Regions from separate parts of the Mus musculus genome. Here region 2 is linked to region 1. Evidence: chromatin contacts called from public Hi-C data. All regions are on one chromosome and are shown on one strand. The core of a region is the stretch at or near the end of the contact, and the rest is flanking DNA. Distances in the headings are between cores, read along the strand shown. Region 1 has its middle 78 kb from the start of Gm26288. Region 2 overlaps Atp10a (ATPase, class V, type 10A).

What was found. A called contact is a pair of places that touch in the nucleus more often than the background predicts.
Region 2: a contact with region 1 is called in a Hi-C map of embryonic stem cells, with 5 times the contacts expected there. The contact joins two enhancer-like sites. A contact is called at or near these places in 1 of 39 promoter capture datasets (hippocampal neurons) and 1 of 484 Hi-C or Micro-C datasets (embryonic stem cells).

The regions. Positions count from the first base shown.
Region 1 is chr7:58,223,832-58,228,202 of GRCm38.p6, forward strand. No RefSeq gene overlaps it. Among named protein-coding and RNA genes, the nearest start is that of Gm26288, 78 kb to the left of the region's middle. Within about 2 kb of position 2,075, at least 6 of the 459 cell types and tissues checked have an H3K27ac peak or open chromatin away from gene starts, as enhancers often do. A contact at or near this core is called in embryonic stem cells, where this site is marked.
Region 2 is chr7:58,666,663-58,671,033 of GRCm38.p6, forward strand. All of the region lies in intron 1 of Atp10a (ATPase, class V, type 10A), which reads left to right. Among named protein-coding and RNA genes, the nearest start is that of Atp10a, 11 kb to the left of the region's middle. Within about 2 kb of position 2,204, at least 30 of the 459 cell types and tissues checked have an H3K27ac peak or open chromatin away from gene starts, as enhancers often do. A contact at or near this core is called in embryonic stem cells, where this site is marked.

The DNA of each region.
Region 1 (4,371 bases), core at 825-3,324:
GAAGACAGCTTTGCTGCCTAGCCAGTCTCAGAACCTAGGAGTGAGCCTCCCTAACCCTATGGTAAATAACATTTGGTCTTTATATGAACAAAATACAGTGTGTGACCACCACCACCACCAACAACAACAACAAAAAAAAACTGTGTTCTCAATTTTCCAGTGGGGCAGGGAACAAGTCATGCCTTCATTGACAAATCTTCAAAGCTGACTAGGTGGTGTGAGTATCATGATTGTAAAGGCTTATATTTGGAGATCCAGGACAAAATTATCTTCAGCCATCTCCAGTGCTTTAATAGCCATTTTTTGGTCTATCTTTCTGACTACCATAACATCTTTGTGACTATCAGATAAAATCTATAAGAAGAAAATTAATAGACCACAAGCTTCCACTAACCCTCACACAAAGAGCATCCTTCTATAGCATCTGAGACTTGTTAGCATGTTCTCACAAAAGCACTTGAACACATCTTCAATGGTGGCTTTCTTTTGTTACTAATGTTAGGAACTTCTTCCTCAAAGTGTTTCAATCTGGAATATATTATTTAGGGTCAGATCAATCCATGTTCCTAGGCTATGGTCTCTCATTTTGACTTGGAGCAAAGTCTCACTCTCTTTGAACTGTGAACTGGTATTTGCAGGTGGCAACACAAGGCATAATAAGGAGTAGATAGGTCTGTGATGATGTGTTTGCTTAGATGGATGCATTTACCATGAGTCATCTCATACCTGGTTCAAGGCCCATGGGGAGCTTCACACCTAACTTTATAGCTAGCTTTAGGAATTATTTTTCCATCTGAATGGGCAGAGAAATCCCCTGATAAGTTATTTCTTTGCTGATGAAAGGAGCCAATTCAAGCTACATAAGATTATATTAAAGGCAGATTTATTACAAAGCTACTCTCAAGTGAGTTTACTGACCCAAGGAATTGAGATCAGGGGTGTAACCATGCGGGACAAGGAGAGAAAGAGAGAAAGAACACACACAGAGAAAGAGATGGAAAAGAAAAGAGAGACCAAAATGACTGGATAATATAGGGAAGAGCCTGTGGGGGAAGGGCAGCCCAACCATCTGGGCTGGAAAGTTCAAGGTTGGGGCAGAGTTTGCAAGGTATGGACTGAGGGATGCTGGGAGAACCTGGAGGCCAGGTCTGCTTTGATATGTAAAATATGCACCTCAGTCCCTTTTCCTGGGTTTGAAACTAAACATCCCCTGACAGCTTGCAATGGTACACTGCCCATTCCCTAGTGATTCTAATTTCATTGGTCAGTGTTTAATACATATAGCAAAATACCAGTGTCTGGGTAAATTACAAACCATGGAAATTAATTCTTCATATTCCCTGGGTGCAGTACCTGCAAGCAAGGCTTTCACAGAGTCAGTGTTTATAGTGGTCCTGATTTCTGGTCTTAAACAGCCATCTTTGCTGTGTCTTATCTTCACATGTGAAGGGATGAGGCAACTCCCCCACCTTTTTTTTAGAGGTCACAGCTTTATATATGAACACTCCAGGTATTTCAAAGGCTCTAAACCTTACTACTCTTGCCTTAGGGGTTAGAATTCCCAGAAAGGAATTTGGCGTGCAGGGTGCAAAACTTCATTAGGCAGTTTAGGTATTGTCTTGGTGTTTGGTGGCGAGAGGTTGATTAAGGGACCAATGCTGTGTCTTTTCTCCAGGTTAAATGGCTAGAGAAACCAGGGTCACTTAAGCTAAAATATCTATGCCTGTGTCTTCTTAAGGACCTTTAAGAACTTTGGGGATGGATCGGAGGATTTGGATGTAATTTACATATACTATAGGTCTTGTGCTGACACATTTGGAACAAGGATATTATATTATTAGAATTGGGTTTCAGGGAGATAAATTTGGCTGTTTTGTGCAAGAGAGGTTAGCTGGAAATCAGGGATCAGGGAGGAAGCTATCACAAAAAGAGATGGGTAATGAAGGTATTTAATGCAAGACAAGAGCCAGTGGGAGATTCCAGAGCCTAAAAATACTCCAGCTCAGTAGCGCAGGTGCTATGGTCTGAGTCGCATGGGGGCAGGAGGCAGCAGGCTTATAATTAGTCTGTGTGAGTTCTTCCTGGAGGACAAAAGCAGCTGGTATTTTCCTTTCTAATTCTAGCAATGACTTCCCATCTCAACATAATAAAAGGATTCATTGGCAAGAGAGTGGAACTCCAGGGATGAGAGAAAGGCCTTGAGGGGGTTTGGGTAGGGGATCCAGTTATCCAGATGCAAGCAACACAAGCATGCACAGTGGATGTAGGTCAAGGGGGATGCAGCCACTTGACCCTCAACCTTAGCGGCTAAATTGCCAGGGTGGTTGAATTGTGCTTTTTCTCCTTGATCATAGAAATTCTAAAAGTTGCTGGTTATCCTCAACAAACTTAGACATAAGCACACATGTCTAGTCTCGGGATGATGGTACACTGTTTGATTCCTTTTATATAACACGTTTGAAATAGCACGTGTTTAGGTACTAAAAGCAGATTTCTGATTGTGAGGAATAAGGCCAAGATTTGGGGACAGAGACTGCAGGGAGTTATTGCTTGGCATGGAAAACTATAGGAAAGATCTGCGTAGTTCTCAGTGTATTACACAGTACGTACAGATCCAAAAATCACATCACCTGGGCTTAAAGGGTTCTACTGTAATATTTTATGTAGTATTTAAGAGAAACTTCATTTTTAATATGCTCTCTGTCTTAATTGCAGTGCTAGAGACATGAACCAACATGTGTGATAAAGATCAAAGAATTAAATGCACACACAGAGGGACATACAAACTGGGAAATACGAAGTTGGTGGGTTTATAGGCTCTACTAATTTCAACATCCTGTTGTGACTTCACAAACTTGTTTTGCAAACTAGGGTGAAACTGGGTAAGTAGAATTCCTCAATATTATTTCTCAAAACTGTATGTGAATCTAGAATTGTCTCAATAATAAAAAAAATATCAGTTTGAAGACCAAACACAGCCAGATGTGGTAGAGCATGCTAGTAATTCCAACATTTAAGAGGCTGAAGGAAGAGGATCACAAATTTTAAGGCCAGCCTAGAAGATGGTTTAAGACTAGACTATATATCAAAATTTTACCTCAAAACATCAAAGCCCAAAATGGAAAGATAAATTTCACTTGTTCTCTCTTATCATTTATTTTAATTTTAAATCTTTAGATTTGAGATTATAACCTGACGTAAAAAACAGAATGCAGGAAAGTAGAAAGGGCTGTGGGGGAAGGGGAAGGTAACTCTAGACAGGACAGGTGGTGATTGTGGGACACAGGTGCTATGAAAGGGTGGACTTAAAACCTGGGTGGGGAAGTAGATGAATTCTTGCTGAAAAGCAGGGAAAGAAATACAGAGAAAAGAAAGATAAATAACAATAAGTGTTAGCATTCTGTCTAAACGCCACCCCACAGTTACCTGGCAACAGCCAGGTAGGCCTGACTATAAAAGGGCTGCTTGCCTCTTCCTCTCTTGCATCTCTCCCTCTTCCTCTCTTGCTCCCTCTTGCTCCACCTTTCTCTGCTTTCCCTTTCCCCCTCTCTCCACATGGTCATGGCCTGCCTCTACTTCTCTACCCTCTCCCTCTCTCTGCCTTTCTCTGTATAACCCTCTTAATTCCCCTTCCCATGACCTGAATAAACTCTATTCTATACTATACCAATCCTGTGGCTGGACCCTCAGGCAAAGGGATGATTAGGCCCGCTGAGGCATCCCCTTCTCCCATACCTCACCACACCCCCATAGAACATATCCTTATACCTCTTTATCTTTTTACAAACATATCAATAAGAATGTTTGGAAAGTAAAAGTAGTGTGTGTGTGTGTGTGTGTGTGTGTGTGTGTGTGTATACGTACAAATTCACGTGGGTTGATAATGTACCACCTAAGAGACATAGACATCTCCCAGTTCCATGTATGGGAAACCTCCCTTCAAAGGGTTGTACAGTGAGGTCAAAAACACTCCTAAAACAATATAGACTGCTATGATTGCCTTCACAACTTGATTCTATTACTAAAGACACAACACACTTCAGACACAGGCCTTAGAGGAATAATCTTAACTGACTTGGAAGTCTCTTTCCTGATGACTAGATCAGAAGGTTCTATAAACTGCCACTGGAGAAAAATAATCAATAATCCTACCCATCTGTAAAAATCTGTGAAATGCAGCAATGACTGGCCCAGTAGGATAGCTCCAGTGTGCAATTGTGTCACTTTTATCTTGGGAGTGACCCACAGTTGTCTAATTGGCTTTAGGTCTGCTCTGTAGGAGGAATTTATTCCTGGTATTGCAAACCTGGCCAAGAAACCATTGCTGGAGAGGAAATAAACCTTGGTGGAGAACCTACAATTGTCATTTTC
Region 2 (4,371 bases), core at 954-3,453, 440 kb after region 1:
TACTTGGATCATATGTTATTCTACAAATAAAACTGTCAAAGATACTATTTTGGTATTCTGAAGGATTTTCCAAAACTGTGAGTTTGATGACCAAGTATTTGGGATTCTCCTTTAATGAGGGGCCTTGGATGGTTAGGTTATTGTCCCTGAAATTAGCTTTTCTTAAGAGGAAGAACTGAATGCCAGGGTAAAGAGCATGACAAATTGAACTATCATGTGGTCTCATGTTAGTTAGGTGGTAGGCTTAGGTACAAGGCTGCCCTGGTCACAGCATCCCTTTATGTCAATTTGGGAAATACTGAGAGCAGAGTCATTGCTATTTGCCTCTCTGTTGTTTGAGGCATTTACAGTGTGGGTGCAGAATCTGAGATCCTCCACTGGGCCAGAGAATCCACCCCTCTGTCATGTGAGACATGGCATGTAATTCGTCTTTAGATAAGGAGGTTTTATTTTTGGTCTTTTTCTCCCCTGCTTTGGCCTACACGACCTATGCATCAGAGGCAGAAGCAGCCAACTTCTGGCAGATCTTATTCCCGTGCCTCTTTGTCCTGTAATGAAGCTATCATGCAATGTACTCTGGAAGGATAGGTCCAAGAACTGCCTGAGCCCAGGACTTTCCTGGGGGATATGTTCTATGGAGGTGTGGTGAGGTGTGGAGGAAGGAGTTGCCTTAGTGGGCCCATGCTGAGGCATTCCTTCCCCCCCCAAGGGACCAGTCACAGGACAATATAGTATAGAATAGAGTTTATTCAGAGCATGGAGAGGGGAATCAAAAGTGTTGTAGAGGCAGAGAAAGACAGAGAGAGTAGGGGAGTAGAGGAGTAGAGGCCAGCCATGAGCCCATGGAGAGGGGTAAAGGGATTGGGAGACAGGGGCAAGGAAAAGCAAGAACAAGAGAAAGCAAGAGAGCGAGGAAGGGGCAAGCAGCCCTTTTTATAGTGGGTCAGGCCTACCTGGCTGTTGCCAGGTAACTGTGGGGCGGAGCATACCTGGCTGTTGCCAGGTAACTGTGAGGTGGAGCTTGCCTGTCGCCAGGTAACTGTGGGTGGAGCTTAGACAGAATGTTAACACTCATTTAGACTTAACTTTGACAACATACACAGGATACTCTATGATGGGAGATAACAGAAAACTATATAATAGCAATAAAAGTTAGCCTCTCCACGCTTGTCTACCCTCTCAGATTAAGGAATGATAGTTTCCTGCTGAAGGACTACACTTCTTAGCATCCTTTGTGGACTACAGAAGGCTTTTCTGCCCCATATAAGGGACCTTCTCTTGTGTGTGTTGTGGTCACCTGCACTTGTGGGCGATAAGATGCCCCTTCAGTATGAGTAAGGTCAGGCTAAGCCTCTTTCTTTCCTACTCCTGTCTTTAAACAGCTGTCTTTTAAAATCAATCTAACACACTAGAACCAGCATTCTCATCCCTTCAGCTGTAGGCAACAGATCTCCATAGACAAACCTCCCTAGGCAACAGTGACTGAGGAGTATATCATAAATGAGCCCCACTGTGCATGGAGCCCTGGTGCTAGGTTCGACATCCCTTCTTATACAAACCCTACCTAAGTCATCACTTACTTCCCTACATCTTATCTGAGTTATCTTTTTTTTTCCTGCTACAGGGGATTAAACCTAGTTTTACACATTCTAAGTGTTCTACAACTGAGATACACTTCTGTGCTTGACTTTGTCTTCAGTCTGCTGTGTGACCTCAGTCATGTCTGTCTGTCTGTCTGTCTGTCTGTCTGTCTGTCTGTCTGTCTATCTATCTATGGAAATTGCCCTGCTTCATTACTTTTATTCTCAGTTGCTTCAGGGAGCCAGGGCAGCTTCTAACTTGTGCTCACTGATCTTCCTGGGTGGTTGTTTCAGTAGAGCTGAGAATGTGACTCTCTCCTAAGCATTTGTTCTTCTCTCCTTCCACAGTGCCTTGCTCTGTATCCTGACTTCCTACTGCTCTTCTCCCTCTGTGTCCCTACCTTCCTGTCTCTTTCCTGGTGAGCTCCTCTCTTCTTCTACAGAGCTTTGAGTTCCTGAGTTGAGGTCTCTCCCACCAGCATACCTGCCTGATTTTACTTTAAAAAAAAAAAAGAGACCTTAGTGTGTAGTTTTGGGGCCCTGAGGTAGCACTGGCATTGTATTCTTTTGACTGGGAGGAGGCAGCTTTGTTTTAATGGGCCTGGGGAAAGCCCAGGTTCTTTCACCTTTCATATGGTAATTGGACTCCTAAGGAGTGGCAAAGCTGTTTACAACTCTAGTGTTACTCAGGGAAATAGTGTTAGCGGGAAAAGAAGGATGTGGGCCCAAAGTCTCAATGGCTTGTGAAGCCTCTGTGTTATGGCCAGAGTTGTTTTGTCTATGTTCTCACCTTCTCAGTTTTCTGAGACAGGGTCTCTCTGTGTAGTACAAGGTGGTCTCATAAGCATAGTTCTCCATATCACCCTCAACTTATTTTGAAGCAACTATCAGTCATTGCAAAATTTCATCTGTAGATGCTTTAAAAATAAGAACCTGACCAGTTGTAGTAAATGAACCTAAAAGTACCATCATCAATCCTAAAACTCTTAAGTTCTTTAAATTATTAAATAGCCCAGTTTTTGAATATCCACAGGTCTTAAGTGGATTCGTTTTTCAATCTGTATGTTTGAATCTGATCCACATAAAGTCTATTTGTTGCAATTAGCTGGTAAATTTTTAGACCTCTTTCAATATGTAAATTGCCATTATAATCCTTTTCCTGCCCATTTCTCTTGGTTTGGCTTTAGAATTTACTTTCAGCAATTGGGCTATTTGTGCTATAGGGCCTGTGGCTTGCTGGTGACACCTGTAGCTTTCTTACCATGTGTCTAGACATTTCCTTAGAACTTCATCAGGCTTAGGTTTAAATTTGCTTTGGCCAAAACTATGTTCATAGGTGGTTTTATGAATTAATTAATATCAAGCTATATATATATATATGGCGGAAAAACCAAACAGCAGACCAGGCCAAGGTTGTTCCACGTGGTAGAGGTTTATTGTACAGACGTAGAGGGGCGGCGAAGCGGGTAGAAGGGCAGAGAAGAGGAAAAAGAAAGAGGGGGAGAGAAGAAAGAGAAGAAAGAAAGAGAGAAGAGGGGGCGATCCCCTAATTTATACAGAAAATGACATTACACCAGTGATGGTAGGAACTGAGCCAAGTGGGTTGTGGGATTGAGGGTGTTGGCCTGGCAATGCAGGTCAAGGGTCACATAGTGAGGCCAGGGCTTGGAGAGTCCTGGTACTAACAGGTGGTATCTCCACTTTATTTAGAGACACATGCTGTTTCCTTGTTTTGTGACAAGGCAATGCTTGGGGGCCTTCCCTGCACCTCCTGAAATGCTGGAAGGTGGGAATGGTTCTTACTTTGTACAGCTCAAATAGAAACACAACAAAACACAGCAGAAAGCCAGAAGTGCTTGCTGGTGGTCTCTCTTTTGTCTTCCTATGAGAAACAGTTAGCTTGCTGTGTTTGCTAACTTTGTTTTGAGATAATTTTTGACACATAGGCAAGTTATAAAAACAGTGCAGAATTCTTGTGTACAGTTCATTTACTCCCCTCCAAGTCTCCCTGTGTAATGCCGAGTATTGATACCAGGGCTTACTCTGTTGCTGAGCCTCTTCCTCACTTTGAGCTCATGTCACCATTTTCCCATTCCTCCAGTTTTACTACAAAGGCTCAAAATGGAAGCTGGTGTCTGAGTAAAGCTATGAATTTGATTTTTTCCCCTGGTGCTGGGCACTCCATCAGAGAGCTCTATTTCCAGCTTCAAAACATTAATTAAACTATGTCTACCCCCACTCTCACCCCCACCCTCACCCCACTCCCACCCCTGCTCCCTTCATGTGTTTAACCCTGGCTCTCCTGGCACTTTGTAGGTCAGGCTGGTTTGGAATGCAGAGATCTGCTTGCCTCTGTCTCCTGAGTACTGAGATTAAAGGTATGAGCCACCCCTGCCTGGCTAGTCTTTGTTCTATTTTTGTTTCCAGTCTCACATCCTCTCTCCCTTCCTTTTGCTGGTCTCTCTCCTCTCCCTAAATAGTCCTAGCTTTCATGCTGTATGTATTCCATAGGCCTCTTGTTCTTTCACCATCTTCCCCTGTAGATCCATCCTTTCCAGTGTTCCAATTTCACTCTCCTTTACAGCTAAGTATTGCACACCACATTTTTGTTATCCATTCATTTATTGAGGAACATCTAGGCTCCTGTGTTTTGGTTTTGTGAGTAAACATGGATGTGCAGGTATCTGTTTGTTGTCTTAGGATCCTTTAAATATACACCTAAGAGTGGGTAGCTGGAGATAGCACAGGAGCTCATTTTTCAGGCTTTTGTGGGACCTGCATGTTGCTGTGT